2 separate regions of the Oryzias latipes genome follow, and region 1 is linked to region 2. Evidence: chromatin contacts called from public Hi-C data. All regions are on one chromosome and are shown on one strand. Each heading gives the region's core, a stretch centred on a gene start, on an enhancer-like site or on the middle of the called end of the contact. The rest is flanking DNA. Distances are from core to core; before and after follow the strand shown.

The links. Hi-C and Micro-C count contacts between places; a contact is called where the count stands out from the background.
Region 1: a Hi-C map of embryo shows a contact between it and region 2, with 1.8 times the contacts expected there. The contact joins the enhancer-like site here to the promoter of LOC101161933 in region 2. A contact is called at or near these places in 4 of 5 Hi-C or Micro-C datasets (embryo and fibroblasts).

Annotation. Positions count from the first base shown.
Region 1 is chr23:7,035,805-7,040,234 of ASM223467v1, reverse strand. No RefSeq gene overlaps it. Among protein-coding and RNA genes, the nearest start is that of LOC111946918, 35 kb to the right of the region's middle. Within about 2 kb of position 1,839, at least 2 of the 8 cell types and tissues checked have an H3K27ac peak or open chromatin away from gene starts, as enhancers often do. A contact at or near this core is called in embryo, where this site is marked.
Region 2 is chr23:6,986,710-6,990,690 of ASM223467v1, reverse strand. LOC101161933 (protein phosphatase 1H) reads left to right here and starts at 2,408. Exons shown (of 10, transcript XM_023952281.1): 1 at 2,408-3,366. The coding sequence starts at 3,128. It overlaps il17rel (putative interleukin-17 receptor E-like), which reads right to left and starts at 3,585. Exons shown (of 18, transcript XM_023952280.1): 1 at 3,468-3,585.

The DNA.
Region 1 (4,430 bases), core at 590-3,089, 50 kb before region 2:
AAGACACTGCGTTGTTGAGTAGGAGAGAATGCTCAAGGTTTCCCATAATGCTTTTCATTTGTCCTTCTTTGGACAATCTGCCTCTTATTTTCCATCCAGTTTTTCCGATCCAGGTAATCATCCAATAGCATCAAGGTACCTTCAGTTCTTCTCCTATGCAGGACACAGGGTTGGACAGTCTGATGCACCTCCTAAAAGCCACAACCAACTCTGTTGTCCTAATCACATCAGTATCAGATGACCTCTCTGCTGATCGAAGGGTTTTTGACTTTCTACCAAAAGTCAGAGGAAAAAGAAGGGTGCAGGTACAGCCCCCTGTGGTACTCCTGTACTAATCTTCCAGTCAGACTTTACAACCCTTTGGTCCTACAAACTGTGGTGTGTCTATCATGTAGTTCTTCATCCAGATGATTGAGGATGCATTGAATATACATATTTATGAGACATGAATATGGTATTTTTAAAATACATTTAACCCCATTGTATCAAGCAACAAAGAATCTGTTCCTGCATCCCAAAATCAGTATGGTTGGGTTGTGAGTGCAAGTTGTAACAGAGACAGACAAATTGTGAGAACGTTTTAGATGGATGGGTAGATGGACAGACTGACAGATACTTTTATTTGTCATAGTACAAAGAAATTTAAAGTGCTCTTTGATCATCATTCATTCATTAAAAAAACAATTTACTGCTAGTAAACTTGCAACTAATAAACAGTGCATTATTTTTTCATTTTACTATAATAGTCAAGTATCAGCAACTGTCTTTATTCCAGTTAATCCTCAGTATATTAAAGTGTCTGTTTTTTAGGTTATCCTGGTCATGTCATCTGTCCATCTATCATTTTGTTTTATGGTTTTGTCATGTTTGAATTTATTCAAAGGACCCAAATGATGAAAAATCGAAGTGTATAATAATGTTCTGTCTTCACATTAAACAACCCTAAAGAAGTATTTTGATCCATTAACACATCTCTGAGCATTCCTCTAAAAACCTCCCAATCCACCAAAGTGAGCAGGTTCTCTCACACTTTGATTTAGAATAGTGAGAACAGCCCCTTCCAGTAAGAGTCTGCACTGCTAGCTCCGCCCCCAGGCTAACAAACACTTTCTTCACAGAGCTAGCAATGATCGGCTAAACGCTTATGTAAGTCCCCACAACATGCACATCCATCTTTTCAAGAGTTTGAATTTTGTTGTGGTTTTTTTTTATTTTTCATGGGCGAAATGCAGACATGATGTTGAAGGCCGGCTCTAGGTTGAAGTCATGAAATGTGAGGCACCCACAAGGAGCAAAAGGCGGTGCCTCGGAGATCAAGTGGTCTTACTTCCAGGAAGGAAAAAGAGCTGAGACAAAAAACTAATATATTATAAAAATAATGTTCTTTAGTGCGCATAATGAAATATATTATCAGACATTTTAGGTCCTTCACCTGAAAGAATGACCTGACCAACCTAAACCCAGCAGGAGATTGTCCACACCATATCACGCCATGGCAGGTTTTCCTGCAGCTCTCTTCAAGTGATGCCATGTCACACAAATCCATGTATCTACCTGTTCTTGAAGGGGAAGGCCAGAACCACACTTGACAAGCTATGTTCTGCCTCTAAAGAGAGTCGCTCCCCTTCCTGTGTCCCATCAGAGACTTGTCAGGGCCGCTCCTCTGCATGTGTCCATGGGTGGGGTCACCGGGGCTGCTCCACTTTATGTGTCCTGCCTGAGAAGGGTTGCAGGGGCTCCTCCTCTTTATGTGTCATGTCTCTGGGGACAGTTGCCAGGACCGCTCTTCTCGCTGTGTCCTGTTTGAGGAGGGTTTCTGGGCCACTCCTCTTTATATGTCCTGATCCTTGCAAAGGCCGTGCCCTTTCATATGTCCTGTCCCAGACGATGGTTGTCAGTCCTACCCCTTAATCATGTGACTTGTCCCTGAGGAGGGTCTCCTTTTCCCTTAATAGTGTTTGCTATTCATGGGCAAAGTTGTGAGGGCTGCTTATCTTCCTTTTGTTTCTAAGGAGGGAGTTTTCCATGACATCCTTCCTCTCTGTTTGACTGCAGGCACCTGAAGTGTTATCTGGTTTTTCTTTTGTTCTAGCTCTCCTCCAAATCCCTTCCTCCTAACTGTCATGTGTTGGGGCATCTTTAATCTGCCCTTTTGCAGATGAAGTAATGTGAGGATTATCCTTTTTGTTTCTACTGTTGTTTCCTTGGGTCTTCTTGTCACATTCTGGTTTCGGGTATTTCCCCCTGAAAACCCTAAAAGCAGGTTTCAGGTTCCCTCCTCGTGTGACTGACACTTAATCTGGTGAGTCAGTCAAACCAGATTAGGAGTCAATAATACAGTGGTCAATCATCTACCACTGTCTTCATTACATTTAATCATCCTCTGTATGTTTTAGTTTTGGGTTTTTTCATCTCATGTCATCTGCTCTGTCACCCATTTTGTTGCTCCCTTTGTTTTATGGTTTTGTCTTAAATTTCCACCATAAACCTGGTCTCCTGAATTTCGCGTCCTACATCACCAGTCACTGACAATGTGAGTGAAGTCTTTCATGACCATTTATATGCATGACTCACGTCCAATCCTGTGCAGGAGAGAGCTTTAAAAAGTTTAGATTAATTTAAAGGTCAAGAACCGTGAGTTTCAGTACTGAGTTCAGTACTGAACTCAGGCATGTCCAAAGTCTGGGCCTTGGGCAAAATGTGGCCCGCATTCAAATTTTCACCAAGCCGCAGGCGCCTTTCCTTAAATCAAGGATATGGCTGTTTTTAAAGAGTTCAATATCAAGAAGGACTACCAGAAAAAAACATGCCATCGATTTGTTTTCTTTGTGAGGAAATGACAATATGCTATTGCAATAAAATGTTCAGTAACCAATTGTATAATATTTGATCCACATATTTCTGAGACATTACCTCATTAGCATGATCCAAACATTCCTTATAAAACCCATTATTTACAACTTGGTTTGTGTTTTCTGTCCTGCACTTCATTATCAATCCACTAGAGGCAGTAGAAGGGCTTTTCCTGCTCATCAGAAAATGTCTGCTTCCATAAAATCGCAAAAATACTTTTGGCAGGAAAACATTTAGCTAATTTTCTAAACTTTGTGCTGAAAATACCTAAACTATTGTTGTTCCCTTTTAAAATGACTACTGGTACTTGCTGTTTTGAAAGAATGAGAAATTTGCTGATAATTGATTCTTAATAATACAGCTACATCATGTTAAGAATGTGTGGATCACATTTGAGACGGTGGATAAATAACATGCTTTTTTTCCACTCATGTCAATATTTTTGCATCTTAAACTGACGTTGCTGTGAACGATAACGTATGAAATCATCCAAAATATCATAATGAAAACTATATCACATTTCTAAGAAATTTATATTGCTACATTTTTTTGTGGATTTTATCAAATGGTATTAGATTTTGTGAATTTTGTGTCAATTTATTTGATGTACTGGACTGTACAGTGCTAAATAGTTATTTTGCATTTAATGTTATTAAAATAGTTCAAAATTGTTAAGCCAGGTGGTCGGCTCTGACTTAGGCTATGGTCACGAACTGCCACCGCGCAATGGGGAGGCTTTGGCAGAATCTTCAAGGTTAGCTGCTGGTGCCTAACACGCTTATGAAGCCAAGTTTAGACTGGAAGCTATCATCTATGCAAGAGAATTCAAGATTAATGAATCCATGGTTCGCAAGTGGAGGAAGCTGGAAAACGATCTCCGACAAGTCAAGAAGACGCAGCTGAGTTGCAGCGGAAACAAGGCGAGGAGGTCTGAGTTGGAAGAACGACTCGAGCGATGGATTAACGATCAGAGAACAGCTGGGAGAAGCGCCTCTACCGTCACCATTCGACTGAAGGCAGTAACGCTTGCAGAGGAAATGAACATTTTCAAGGAAGTCCGTCTTGGTGCTTTCGTTTTGTGAAACGCCGTCATCTTTCCATCCAGGCAAGGACCACGGTGGCGGAGCAAATGCCAGGGAACCCGGTGTGTTTGATAGAAATTTAGCCCAGCTGTTCATTTCAGATACAGAAGATGAGGACTTTGATGGATTTTTTGATGGGGATTGATGACTGAAAACATTTTTAAAAATATAACACAACCAACTCAGTTTTGCTCCCACTGCTTTTTTTAAAACACACATTAGCATGTATGCTTTACCGGTTTTAACGTGCCCATGCCTTAAAACCCGGTGCGCCTTTTGTACATGTTAAATACAGGAAAAGCACCCATAACTAAAACTGCGCCCTATAATCCTTTTTTTTTATAACATCCCTCCCAAGATACCCTGAGAGGGCAAAGCCCCAGCGCACAAAAGAAATGAAGGTCCAAGCGGTCCAGCAACATATGCAAATGCAGGACCAGGATTGCCAGATTGATGTCTGGTCATTGCCGGTTAGCCGGCCCATGTTAACAGCCT
Region 2 (3,981 bases), core at 1,159-3,658:
TAACGTTGGGAGTGGGTTCATCTGGACCCCTCAAGATAGCACAAAGGTTAAAGTGAAACCTGTCTATTATAGAGCATCTTTACATCGGTATTAGAATATTTCCAGATTGTTTTTCTGGCCATTGCAATGATTACAGGAAAGTTCAATGTCTCCAAAAATTAGATTATCATTCTGCATTCACTCAATTAACTCAAAACTGAGATAACACTTCGCCTACCGGACGTAGCTTTTAGCTCCTAGCATTACAAACATGGCTGTGACCAATGTCCCATCATGCATCACGCTTACCCAACCGCATTTCGATCAGCCAATCATTGGTCTTGTTGTTACACCTTACAGGGACATGGTGATGCATGAAATGTGTGAAGCAGCCAGGTTTATCTTATGGTATTTTTCTGATTTTCATCGAGACAATAATAGATCGATCATTCTTGCTTTTATTTTACCACTATTGAATGCTCACAGAGACACGGAAGTAGCGGCAGAAAGCGGCTTTTGCAGCAAGATGGACAGAGAGTGCAGGATCATGTGAATGAACGTGATTACCGTGCTTTTGTGCTTTTTAAAATAAATAAATCTGATCTCTAAACATCCTCTGTGTCTTCAATGCAATGTAATGAGACACACACAGACAGAAATGTGAGGTTATCTGCTGTAAATCTATGACGGGAATAACAGGAGAAATGATCGGCTAGTTCTGGGGTCGGGAACCTTTTTGGCCGAGAGAGCCATAAACGCCACATATTTTTAAATGTAATTTCGAAAGAGCCATACAATAATGTTGTGTCCCTTTCCCAAACTGAGGCACGGAGACTTAACCTCTTTTAAGGTTCTTTATTCTGGTTACTGCAGACCGTAACCAACACCGTACAATTAATTCAGCAACTCCTCAGTCTCTCCCCCGCTGAGACGAGGGCGCTTCACCCAACTCCTTATTCGCTCACTGCCGCATCAGCTCTCCTATTTCCTTATTCGGCCCATGGCTGAACCCCATTGGTCCAAACTACCTAACAACAGGCTAAGCGACAGAACTGAGGGCCAATCAGCAGCTCTGCTTGATGCGTTCAATGAACTCCAAAATTTAGAACGCGACCCAACAACAGCCCCCCAGTCCAACTCAGTCCACAACAATATGTTTAAAACTAAATATACGAGTGAATGTGTGCATTTGATGTAATTTCAACACTTTTTAAGTACAATAAGTCTGTGGATTCTTTTGAACAACATTGTTATGCTGTTGCTAATAAATGATGAGTATTTCTTCTGGTGCTGCATGGTTTTGCTGAGGGACTAGTCTGGTTGATACGTGGTGAGTTTCAGCTTCATGCAGGCGTTGAGACTTCCATCTGTTAAACGTGATTGTAGGCTGGTCTGAATGTTCTTCAGATGTGAGAAAGACTGCTCACATGCAGACGTGGAGCCAAACATATACTCACACGCTGCAGTATGTGACAGCAGCGTGTTTTAAGTTTTGACAATCCCTGTGGGATTCACCTTGCAGCCCGCGCCCACAAACCCCCCCTTTCTTCCTCACACATCCCGCTGCAACCGTGGGCACTTTCTCAGAGACGGGAGCGCGCAGTTGAAGGGACGGCGGTTCGCAAGTTTCAGGCTGTTGTAAACTCTGTGAAATTATAGATCATAGTAAACTGACATGCGTTGTAGATTTTTTTTCTCCAAGCACCGCTACCACTGCGCATCGCATCGCACCCGAGATGGACTGGTCTAATGGGAAAAAAAAAGTATAATTAAAGAATTAAAGATTTTTCTGTGAGCCACACGTGACCATCACGCGAGCCATAGGTTCCCGACCCCTGGGCTAGTTAGTAGCATGTAGCCCGCTAGCCTTCAAATGTAAAGCCACTGCTAAAGAGTGTGTTAATAAAGGGCAAGTCCAGAATATTATTATTCCTATATTCCCCCCTAAACTACAATATCAGCTGGCTGTCAGTCTACTGGCCAGCCAGCTGCCCAAATGCCGGCATGACAAGGAAAGAGCTCCGCGGCGGAGCTATGTCCGGTGAATCGTATGGCAAACCACCAAGCTTAGGCATCATAAATCTTATATTTTTCTTATATTCATTGAGACAATAATAAATTGATCACTCTTGTTTTTCTATTTCCTTTCTTGAACGAATGAATGTGGGTGACAGAGACACGGAAGTTACCGCTAAAAGTGGCTTTTGCGGCCGGACGGAGAGCATATCCGTGTTTATGAATGACTCATGACGTGAATAATTATTGCGTTTGAACAAATTAATTGTTGCGTTTGCACGAGTTAATCATTTCGAGGGAACGAAATAGTATTTCGAGGGAATGCAATAGTATCTTGTGAGAATGGAATAGTATTTCGTGCGAATAAGATATTAATCTGTGGGAACGAGATATATTTTATTTTTTTAATGTCAGGAAACGGGCTCCGTACTTAATAACCAGAGTTACATTACAAAATATTAAGGTGAACTTGACCAAATTCTGCTCCATCATACAAATATTTTTTAAATCAACCAGTGGGATTTCGTGGATTCCTTTTTCTTCATTTTCTTTGTCTACATTGAGACTTAAACAGTAAACAGAGGCTCGGTTGTGGTTTGGTTTCTCAGAGGGAATCCATGGTGGGCTTTTCCTGACTTACCGTCAGCCCAGCGCACTAAGCTGCTCAGCCTCTGAATGAACTGATCCGTCAGTCCGCCTTAAGCACGAGGCCTTTCAGCCTGATTTAGTGCGGCTTTTATATATTTGATTTGAATATCAAAACAAAAGGATAGAATCAAATAAATGTTGCAACTGCGTCATCCAGCAGCCTGCCCTCGTATCCATTTATTTATTTGTTTATTTTCTAGCGTCACGTGACCCGCTAATCCTGCGCGTATTTCCGCGTGACGAGCTCCTCATCAATGACTCCCCATGGAGGATCTCCTCCTCCTGCTCCTCCAGCCGCATCCGCCCGCCCTCCCGCTCTGCACACCGCGTAACCCGATGCTCTCCTCCTTCTTCACCTCCTCCATCTGATTCTCCATCGAGTGGATCAGCGGCGGCCGTTGTGGGGGGGCATCCGGGCAAAGGGAGCCGCGCCGGCGCGCACCGGCCCGCGGACGCCGCACCACGACGCGCCAACGGCGGCAACATGCTGAGCCGGGTCAAGACCGCCGTGGCCGGCTTCATGGGCGGCATCGTGGCCGGGGGCGGCTCCGCGGGGGGCGGCGGCCACGCCGGCGCGGACATGCCGCTGAAATTCCCCTACATGCGGCCGGACTTCCTCGGACTGTCCACGGACGAGATCGAGTGCTCCGCGGACCACGTCGCGCGGCCCATCCTCATCCTGAAGGAGACCAGGAGATTACCGTGGGCCACCGGATACGCTGAGTAAGCACCTCCGCGGCTCCCGGTGCAATCGAGAAACCGCGATTCCATTCATTTATTCGTCGTCATCTAAACTGCGCACGCGCTGTTGAGTCAGCACAAACCTGTCGTCCACCTGAGTTGGTGTGACGTCTTGCGTCCACTCTATCCGAGCCGCGAGCTGATTTTCACGCACCTTGCACGTGCGCAACGACGGAGTTAACGCACCAACTGCGCCCAGTTTAGAGTCTGGCTGACCGTCAGACTGACGCAAAGTCACGCAGCTGCTTCCACAAGCATCGATTTGCCCTCAGATGCTGCAACTTTACTGCCCCCCCTCCCCGCGTTTTTCCTTACTGCTCCATAGAAGACCATCTGTGTCACAGCTGCACAGTACGCATGCGTAGTGCTTCTATTAAAGCTCAGTGCTTTTTTCAGTAAGTCCATAAAATGCAATCTGACTTTAATCTTGGATTTGTTTTCTTTCAGTTATTCCCGAAAATACATAATAATTGTTGATTTACTTTTTTAAAGTACACTTATTTTTCTTTAACTGTGATCAGGATCTCGTTTTCAAGGGCAACTTTGAGCAAAGGGTGACTACAATAACAGTTAGACATATAGGGAAGGAAAATATGA